Linked DNA regions of Rattus norvegicus: region 2 is linked to region 1. A link is a contact called in public HiChIP or PLAC-seq data. All regions are on one chromosome and are shown on one strand. Each heading gives the region's core, a stretch centred on a gene start, on an enhancer-like site or on the middle of the called end of the contact. The rest is flanking DNA. Distances are from core to core; before and after follow the strand shown. Region 1 holds the start of Myl12a (myosin light chain 12A). Region 2 holds the start of Ndc80 (NDC80 kinetochore complex component).

Region 1 (5,642 bases), core at 1,277-3,776:
GAATAGTTAAAACACAGAGAGACAGGAATGCAGTAAATGATTGGCTCAACTTAGGCAATGAGCTACACACTTCCCCCATTCCAGAGGAATGACTCTCAAGTTAAAACAATGCATAAAGGTGAGGAAGAAGTGAAGGGGGTGGTGGTGACTGCTTTAATCCCAACACTGGGAGGCAGCGGGACCTGTGGGCCTCAGGCAGCCAAGGGCACACATTGAGACCCTATCATCAAACACTGACAGTTCAGAATGGTCCCCTTATTCCTACAGGATCAGAGGAAAACTATCGCTATCTTCAGAATTAAGATCAGATGCTTGTCTTCATGGAGTTAATTCTGTCCGAATCTGGTAATGTGGTGCTGAGCAAGTTACTCCCCGGGCCTCAACTCTTTCAAGATGATAGTGATTCACAGGTCTCCACACTGGACCCGGAGCTTCACAGCCATGGCATGGCCAAACACCATCTACACAAAACACCACCAAACCACAAGCATGGTCGGAACACCCTCAGGTAAAGGAGCACAGAGACAGCAGAGAGAACCTTTGCGAGTGGCAGTATCCTCTCTGCTGTGGTTCTACACAAGTGAGGCTGTAAAATATAATGCTCAAGTTAGTTTAAGAAGTTAGAGCAAAATAAAACTGCAAATATTTTAACTTAGGGTGTATGGCAGGATCATCTGAGATCCCCACTTTGAGGGCTTTGTGAAAGATCTTTGATATGAAACTTAAGAAGCAGAAGATTTGCCCGCCGGCCTTCTAGAGAACATATGAAAGTTTCAGACCACCAGAAAGAAAAGGAAGGGAGCGGGTGGTCAAGACAGTTTCTGTTTACAGACGGAAAGGAGTCTGACTTAGTTTTAAACTAAGACAGGGTTGTAGCAATGCGTGTTGTATGGTGTGGGTTGTTCTGCAGTTCTGGATCATGTACGCTAGGTATGCACTCTGCCACTGAGCTACATTCCCGCCCAAGAAGTTTCATGTTTTAGCAGTTGACTAAATGGGAGCCTCTTGATTAAGGAAGACGTCAGACTATGAAGACAGCCTCGAAGAGGCTTTCCACACATGCCGAGGGCAACCAGATTTCACAGAATCTTTAGAAATGTAGAATTTATAGAAACTATGATAAAGTTTGATGTGGGGCTCATAACTGGGCTTATAATCCTAGCCCTTGAAGCAGAAAGACCATCTCAAGTTCCAGGCCAGTCTGGGCTAAAAGGAGACCCTATCCAAAATAACAAACAAACAACAACAGCAACAACAACAAAGTACCCTATGAAACCTTTTAATCCACACTAAGATATACCTGAGATTGCCTAAATTTAAATAGTAGGATCTCACATGCCTAAACTAGTAATAGATATAAAAGATAGAAATTCTTAATAGAACATTTACACTACAGCCTACTAACTTAATATCTTTTAATAAAAAAAACTCTTTTAAAACTGAGAAATATATCCTTTGGAAAACTCCCATTTCAAAACCTCACAGTGTGGTAGCATCTAGGTATGGCTTGCTTTGAAATCCAGATCAAATCAATGCACTTTTTTACAAGACGAGATGGGGGAGGGCGATAAACTCAGTTTTTTAAAGTGTATTTTCAAGCTGTTATTTCAGTTTCAAGGAAAACCACGTTTTTACTTCTTAGGCACACTTCCGGTTGAGAGTCAGCTTGGATTTTCCTAGACAGCCACACCCAAGAGTTCTGAGCACCTTTAAAAAAGTCATTAGTTGCCAGGATTGACTAATGAACCACGCTTCACTTTTGAAGACAAAAAATGCTTTTCTAATTAATCCTCATCAAAAGCCATCCAGAAAAAAGAAAATACCAGCAACTTTAGTGGAGATTCACTTTCGTCACCCTTTGACACAAGTTTTGCACTAAAGAAGTTAAAATCTTAAAAGATCCCTAAAGATCTTATATATTTACATCCCTACTGACTCTTAATATCAGGCAAACAAAACTTCAATCTCCTCTCTGTTCAAATAGCACTTTTAAAAGTTCTACTTAGAGGGGCGCGCGCTGAGCTGCAAAGACAGGGCCGAGGGCGGCTGTGCTACGGTTTTATCCACAACTCTCTCGGTTCCCGCAAGTTTACGTTAGCAACTCAACAGAGCTCCGGAGTCAGCTCTGTGGGGCTCTGGTTTCGCGGGCAGGCAATGGTCCAAGGCGCACCGCGCTGGCGAGCTAAGCAACATTTCCCAAGATCCAAGTTTGGGAAGCAGAGCGACGTCTGCGCCCGGGCTGCCCCGGCTCCCCGGCCCGTTGCTCCACGCCCCGCTCTCCCCGGGCTCGCGGAGACACACCTGCCCAGGTGCGCTCCCCAGCCGCGGCTCCCGGCGGCCCCCACGTTCACCGCCGCCCGGCGAGGACACCTCCTGGGGCCGGGCCACGCCCGCTCGGCGGCCAGCACCACTCACCCTGCTCAGCCGCGAGAACCAAGAGTGAGCGTCTCTGCGAAGCTTTGCCGCCGCCCTCACAAACTTTCTAACTTTCCAGCCGCCCAAGAACGGCCACTTCCGGCCTCCGCTCGCAAACCGGAAGGAAGCCTGGCGGCCATTCTCCGCCGCCTCTATGGGCCAGCCCTGACGGGAGGGGGACCTCAGGGAAGGTGTCAGAGCAGATGGCGGGCTCAGGGCGCCGATGAGAAGTACCGAACGGGGAGTTTAGGGCTGAAATGGACGTGTGGAGGACCTCTCGGTCTAATTACTGACTCTTCGTCTTTCTCGCGTCTCCGTTTGAACTGTGATTCTGCTTCCTCCCCCCTCTTCGGCAGATGGTTGCGCCTGTCCTGGAGCTCTCCTCTGCCCGCATTCCAGAGCGTGGAGATAGGCGGGGAACCCCGTCTAAGTCCATTTAGGGAAATTGAGGAGAGAAGTGCCGCGGGTCTCACGTGACTAGCCTTGGCCCCGCTCCCCAGCCCGGCGCCCCCGCTCGGCTGGAGTGCGCCTGCGCGGGAAACTAGTGTGAATCAGCCTGTGGGTCAGCGCCTCAGTGTCTGGGCGGCGCGGAAGGGAGTGTGCGAGCAACTCGAAAAGTATGAAAAGGAATTTTAAAATAGCTCCTCACTTTTCCCACGCGGGACGGAATACTAAAGTTTCAGGGCCGCGCTGCCTCTTTGGCCCACATAGAGTTCATGAATTCAGTTTTGATTGTTCCGCTCCCTCTTGCAAAACGTTCTCTGGAACTTTCTTCCAGAGTCCCCTTTTACCCTGATGGTGACTCCTGCCTGCCCCACCTACCGCTCCAGGGTGAATGATGTAATTGGAATAAAGTGCTGGACCTATTTACTCGCCGGGTCTTCTTGCGTGGCTCAGCTGCTAACAATAGTTCCTCTTTAAAGGAAGAGGGGTCACAATCCTGGCGAGACAATAAGGATATGTGTTAAATATCCCTAAGATCAGTTGTTTCCTTCAAGAAGCATTCGTCTCATTAATTAGTGATGCGGTTTAAAGTTAATTCAGAGGCAAGGCCAATGAGAGAAAAAAATACCGTAATCCTATAGATGGCAGAAACAAAGTTTCCCTCCCTTCTTTGATATTCACTTGGAGTGGTAACTAAAAATACAAGTAACTAAGTACTTCACCTCCAGCTCCCTAAGCTAAGGTCTTTAAGAGAGGGTTCTGGGTTGTCAAGGACTTAAGAAGCCCAACATGACTTCTAGGGAAGATTGGGGATACAGCCGTGACAGTACAAACTCAGAGGTCTGAGCAGTCAGAAACAGAGGTGGCTTCTGAGGCAATGAGGCTTCTGCAGTGCATGCACCTCCACAAGGATATGGTCTGCCCTACTGGAAAGCTCCCTGTCCGGAAGGGGAACACCAAACCGCATTCTGTGGACGAGGAAATGAGCAGCTTCTGTTCCGTCTCAGGTCTCAGCTGGAAAACAGTATCTTGTCGCTTTCCTAGGAGTTGCCGATGTATCCTTACCAAATTAATCAATAGGTTTTAAACTGGTAAGTACTGTGGAGGGGCTATGGTTTGCTCGACATAAATGAACAGTTGTTTCCTCGGGATTGGGTTGTGGGTTGAAAGAGAAAGGGCAGAGAATTACAGGGAACAAAAATGAATAGATTACAGAAGAGCAAATAAACCTACCTGGAAGCTAGGAAGATGTTACAGAGGCAGATTGCCCTGATTCTAGGGGTTAATAGAGGGAGGGAGGGAGAGACAGAGAGAGACAGACAGAGAGAGAGAGAGACAGAGAGACAGAGAGAGGTGTCAGGTCATCTGGAGGAGCAAAGAACCCGGCTCATTTGAAATTGGTTTCTGTTCACCCTGTATTCACTCCCACAGGTAACTATGGATATATGGATATACCAAGTCAATGTGGAAAGGACGTCTTAGACCCACTACGGAAGGCCTCTGACACTGTCAGATGAACCTGTTCTTTTGTAACCTATAGGAAATCTTCATGAAACAGCAGGTGAGCCCTTTTCACTCCACGTTTGACAGTCTGGATTCTCCACCATGTCTTTCCTTTAGCAAGCTGTGTAACTTGGAGAACAAGTCCCTCTGTTGACCTCAAGCCCAGCCAATTTTCCTGTATCCCTCCAGCCTGCCTCACAAGGCTTTCTGATTAAGTGAGATCATTTATAATGCCATTTTAATTAAAGACTTATTTATTTTTCATACATGGATATTTGACTGCATGTATATCTGCACACCAGAAGAGGACATTGGATCCCATATATGTGGGTGCTGGGTTTTGAACCCAGAACCTCTGAAAGAACAACCAGTGCTCTTAACTCCTGAGCTGTCGCTCTAGCCCCTCACTTGCTGTGGTGGTTTGGATGGGCTTTGTACAGGGAGTGGCACTATTAGGAGGTGTGGCCTTGTTGGACAAAGTGTGTCTTTGTGGATATGGGCTTTGAGTTTCCAATGCTTAGACTCCACCTAATGTTGAATGTCAGTCTCCTCTTGGCTACCTGCAGAGGACAGTCTCTCCTGGTTGCTTCAGATCAAGGTTCTTGGCTCCTCCAGCATATATCTGCCTGAATGCTGCCGTACTTCCCACCGTGATGATAATGGACTGAACCTCTAAAACTGTAAGCCAGCCCCAATTAAATGTTGTCCTTTATAAGAGTTGCCTTGGTCATGGCATCTCTTCACAGCAATAAAACCCTAACTAAGACCCTTATAAATTTAAAGGAAGATTTTTCTAAGTACAGAAAAGTGGCTCTTAAACTCTCTGTGGGATTGTACACGGGGTGGTATGGTGTAAATGGTGCATGTAACTCATTGTGCAGGTGTACACACCATGCATGAGATGTCTTCCTCTATCACTCTGTCTCTCCCTGAATCAGGAGCTCCCCGTTTCTACGTGGCTGACTGGCCAGCAAGCCTGCAGAATGCCTCCCATACCCTGCTGGTGTCTGCCCATCACTGTTGGAGATATAGGCTTATCAACAATCTCCCTGACTTCTAGTGGCTTTCAAATTTTTAGCTGAAACTTAAAGTTGGAAATTTATACCAGGACTGGCTCAGCCTAATGACCAGACCTAATGACCTAAGTTAAATCCAGGGACTCACATGTCAGAAGGAAAGGCCAACTTTCACAAGCTGTCTAATGGCACAAGCCATGTAGGAAAGGCCATAGCAAGCAAGTGAATTTTCTGGAGTTGGTCCACCATTTTGCATGGCTGTGA
Region 2 (4,885 bases), core at 486-2,985, 540 kb after region 1:
AATAGGAAGGCAACTAAGTTTGTTTCTTTACGACAACCTTTTCCTTGTATGATATATTTACTTGTTCATGTAAACTGACGTTCCCACAAAGAACACCTACGCAAGTTCAAGTATTAAATACACTCAAACACTAGACATGTACAATACAAGAAAGAACAATGTATGACTTCTGCATCACACAGCAAGCCATGATCATGAAATTACTCTGTTAGCCCCGAGCTTGTGTCTATTTTAATGGTAATTCATGGGCTGCCTGACAAGAAATCTCAGGTTCCTTTACTCCTCCCTCAAAATGTTTCCTTTGGTTTCAAAAAGTGTAGAAGTATTTCTTGTTTTTTTTTTTTTTTTTTTTTTTTTGTTTTTCTTATGCCACCTTTGCTCCCAAATAACTTCACAGTGTTTCTTTGGCTTCAGCTGGTTTTAGCTCCAGAGTGAATGATATGGAGACCTGCACTAAACAGAGCAGGTTCTGAGCTATTCTAACTCCCTATGGCTACCTGCTGCCCAGACACACGGTCCTTTACAATTGAAGTCTTGCCTTGGCTCAGTCTGGTCCATTCTTAAGGCTGGTCCCTTCCTGACCTCTCTGGTCTATCCATGGTCTCTACACCACCACTTCTTTGGTCTTTTTAGGACCCGCCCCCCCCCCCCCCATTGGGATTAGAATCCTGCCCAATTCTTGTCTACTGCCCAGCTAATTGGCTGATGGGCTCTTAATTAATCAACTAAAGGAGATGAAAAACAATTTTTACATAACACTGAGACCGGAGATGCTTGACCAAATCAACCTTCGGACTGCACCCAGATTTCTGGGCTTAAAAATCGGCATCTAACTACACAGTGCACAAAATCATCCCCTATCTACTTCACTACACCTGGTTTACGATTAACCCACTGTTTCTCAGCTAATACTACTGTCTCTCTGGTTTCTTTTCTTTTTCTTTTTTTTTTTTTTTTTTAGTTCTTTTTTTCGGAGCTGGGGACCGAACCCAGGGCCTTGCGCTTCCTAGGTAAGCGCTCTACCACTGAGCTAAATCCCCAGCCCCTCTGGTTTCTAACAAAGGTAAACAATCCGGTCCTCAACACGACGTACAGGCTGCTTCCACTTTCAAAACAAGTATCGAAAGAATGTCTATGTCGAATCCTGTCTTCATCTCTGCAGCATTAGACACTATGCACTCAGCCCTCGCTTCCATAGAGGGTTAGACAGACCGCATTTTATTGTTGTTTTGTTTCGAGCTGGGGATGGAGAGCCAGGCCCTTTAGCACACTAGGCTGTGCACTGAGCCACATCCCTCCTTATTTTGACGGCTTGCATTTCACTTAATTTTACTCTCATGATTTCCCTGTTTCCCAGACCTTGTCCGTACACGGCTTTTAAGATGCAGCATTAGGACGGGAACACAGCACAGCAATCAGCTTTCCCCTGTCATTCCCCACCTGTTAGCATCCCCTACTCCCGTTGCAAACGTTGCCGGCAGAGAGCAGAGCTGGGCAGGTCCCACTCCAGCTTCCTCACAACAGTTAGCTCTAGCGCCGCGGAGCATTTTAGCACAGACAGAGCTGACTCTACCTCAGCAGTTACCTTTCTCTCGGCTTCTCAACGAGACCCAGCGCCCAGCTTTCAGTAAACTCCACGACTGCACGCGAAAACAGCCGCCAAAACAAGAGCTTTAGTCTAGGCCAACCTTGGGCGGTTTGAATTTTAAAATTTCCGCCGGCGCTGACATCAGGACTCCTGCGGCGGCGAGTACGCATGCGCGCTCCACCGCGTCCGCCCTCTTCGCCGGAAGTGTGCACGTCCGCGCTGTGACGCGCTCAGGACCCCGTGCGGGTCGTCCTCCGGGACCGTGACCGGAGGGGAATCTTGCCCTTTTTGGGGAGCTGGCGTCTAGGACGAGTAGCGAGCGCCACGGGGCCGAGCGGCCCGAGTCCTCCTGGAGTCGGGTTCCGTACAGCAATATGGCTGCGCCCTGGAACTAGGGAAGCAAGGGTTTGCTTCCGAAAAGATGGCGGCCAGGACCAGTTTTATATGAGTGCTGTTTCCACGGGGCGAGCCTAGGAGGCGGCGTGAGGTGTCCTAACGGTAGGAGAGGCTGTCGAGTGCGGTGACGGATATTTATCATCAGGCTGCCCTGCCCCAAGTGCTGTAGATTACCGCTGCCCAGAGTCGGAACTACAAGGAGGCATTGCCAGTTCCCGGACTGTGGTGGCGGGTCCCTGGGCTAAAGTTTAGATTCACGGATATCGGAGCTGTTGTGTCACTAGCTAGAGAAGTGTAGTTTTGGGCTAAACAGTCTTTTGAGGTAGAGGTTCCCTAGCGGTCAAGTGTCTCCTCAGCTCACGTCTCAACCGGGGAACCAAAATCGCAGGTATCACGAAGAACCCCATCGCCAAATAGCAGTCAGCAGACATTAGCCGGTGTTATAGTTCAGACTTTGTGAGCAGCAGTTCATGGGGGATTATCTCATTTACTTCTCCAAACTAATGGCAACAACATAAAAGTGATCGTTTTGGTTGGGCGTTGTAGTACACGCCTTTACTTTCCACGCTCTGGAGGCAGAGTGTGTGTGTGCGCGCGCGCGCGTGTGTCCGTCCTCTGTGAGTTTGAGGCCAGCCTGGGTTCAGGGACAGCTAGCGCAACATAGTAAAGACACTATCTCAAAACAAAACAACCAAATGAAACCTCCCCCAAGCCCCAAACAACAAAACAACCCCTCCCCCCCAAAAAAACCAAACAAATCCTCAAACAAAAAAGATAACTCTGAGGCTCAGCAAAATCAAGTACCTTAGCTTGAATGCAGAACACACCTTTATTACCAGTACTTGAAGCAGAGACTGGTCGATCCCTGACAGTCTGTTGAATTTGAGGCCAGTCTGATCTACCTGTCGAGCTCCAGAGCAACCTAGTGAGACCTTGTCTACAAAAACAAAACAAAACAAAACAAACAAACAAGCAAAACCCAACACTAGCTAACGGCCAATTGCATAAGATATTTGACTATAAATGCTATTAGATGCAGCTTTAGTTTATTTCTTATTCTGTGCCCTCTTAAGGTTTCCACTACATTATACTAAAGCTATATCCAGAAATGCAGAGCATATTTTACATGAAGATAAAGAAGTTCCAGAAAATATAGTTACTGCACTGGAGCTCAGACAGATTATAAATCTTGAGGTTCTGACCTAGCAAACTAGTTAAGTTGTGTGCTTCTGATGTGCTATTCATACTGCACTTCGCTTGTCTGGAGCAGTCCTAATCTGCCCTTCCACTGGTACTGATTAGGTAGGGCAGGGATCAGAGTAATGGAATGAGTTCCGCTGCGAGCTTGTTTGAAAGCACAGCAGCTCCTTTTCCTTGAGACTCTGTGGCCCTCTCTACAGAGGTTTCTATTAGTTGAGAAGGGCGGTGTCTTGTAGGTAATTTCTGTTCTTTGACTTGACAGGACACTCACCTTTTAAGGAGTTAGTGACTTGAATACTTGGACGATGTGGACTAGTGCTTTGATTCAAGGACCAAAACAGGACCACAGAGGACCAAAGAAAGGATCAAACTGAAACTCGTCTTTGGCTAAGTTGGCTGAAAATTTTTAATGACCAATTCTGAAATTAAGTGACATTTAAAGTTCTTCATTTTTGCCCCTTAGGGGTGGCATGTATATTTAGATATAAAACCTACTGTGGGCACAAAGCACATCATCGAGATACAGGACATTGAGAACGTAATTACAACATTGGGTATCAAACCCAGAACTCCCATACCGAGCACTCCCAGCCCTTGTTCTGATTCTTGATTATCAGACCCCTCCCCCACCCAGAATGTCCGTGGTGCATCATTTGCCACCTGGATGGTTACTGGATCATCTTTCTTTCATTAACAAAGTCAACTATCAACTTTGCCAGCATCAAGAGCCTTTTTGTAGCAAAAACAAGCCCACTTCTTCTGTCTACTTGGATTCTCTTCAGCCAGATCCCGTGTCTCCTTTTGGAACTCCTGCTCCGTGCTTTGCTCCTGACGCCACTACTGTGTTAGACAAGGAGGATGGTGGAAGTTGTGAAGTGATCACCCAAAAATATGTTTTTCGGTCCGAACTATTTAATGTCACCAAACCTTACATAACTCCAGCCGTTCACAAAAAGGACCAACAAAGTAAGAAAGATGAAAATCTAGTGACCGGTGAAAAACAAGAGGTCTCTGTTTCTGTTGGGAAGGTAGGAGGTTGTTTTTTTTTTTTTTTTACAGGAAACAAATTTCATTAAGTAAATCAAACATCTTCCCATTTTCTAAGTATAAAAAAGAGTTAATAATGCAGAAGGTGTTAGCACATCCAAGAGCAGTTGTGGGTTGCCTTCCAACTTGTTGTGTGCCTCCGTTTCCCAAGTGCTGGGGTTCTAAGCAGGCGCTGTCACCCAGTTTACTGTCTAACAGTCTACTGTTTAAGGACAACACATTGCATGCTTCAAAGCCTAAACAGAGACCGGAGAGATGACCCAGCAGGTAAGGCTTATGCACCACTCCCTACAAGGCACAATGAATGATTGAATAAATAAATGTATTCTACATGCTTGTGAGAGAAACCTCAAAGAAAGCAAGAGTTTTGTGACCTCAGATTCTTCAAAATCATTAAATTGTTCTTTTGTATCCCTTCCAGGTGCGGCAGGTAAAATGAATTTATTCATCATAACTGGATTTTGTTACTTGCTTATATGCCTTTATGGGAAAACATGTTGTCACCACACCCTGCTTGTCAACCTCATTTGGCTTGCCTTTGTGATTGTACATGTTACTCACGTGACTCTTCTTAATCCTCAGAATATAAGTTGTCTGATACTCTGATTAACTGATAAAGTTGGCTATTGCATGAGACTTTAATCTGTTTCATCT

Evidence for each region. HiChIP or PLAC-seq counts read pairs in DNA pulled down with a chosen protein or histone mark.
Region 2: a contact with region 1 is called in an H3K27ac HiChIP or PLAC-seq map of oligodendrocytes, with 3 times the contacts expected there. The contact joins the promoter of Ndc80 here to the promoter of Myl12a in region 1.

Annotation. Positions count from the first base shown.
Region 1 is chr9:118,343,751-118,349,392 of GRCr8, forward strand. Myl12a (myosin light chain 12A) reads right to left here and starts at 2,527. Exons shown (of 4, transcript NM_001135017.1): 1 at 2,416-2,527. LOC102555687 reads left to right here and starts at 2,820. Exons shown (of 5, transcript XR_357340.5): 1 at 2,820-3,032; 2 at 3,867-3,950; 3 at 4,291-4,420; 4 at 4,929-5,042.
Region 2 is chr9:118,885,794-118,890,678 of GRCr8, forward strand. Ndc80 (NDC80 kinetochore complex component) reads right to left here and starts at 1,736. Exons shown (of 17, transcript NM_001126270.2): 1 at 1,586-1,736. It overlaps Mettl4 (methyltransferase 4, N6-adenosine), which reads left to right and starts at 3,820. Exons shown (of 8, transcript NM_001191814.1): 1 at 3,820-4,212. The coding sequence starts at 3,820.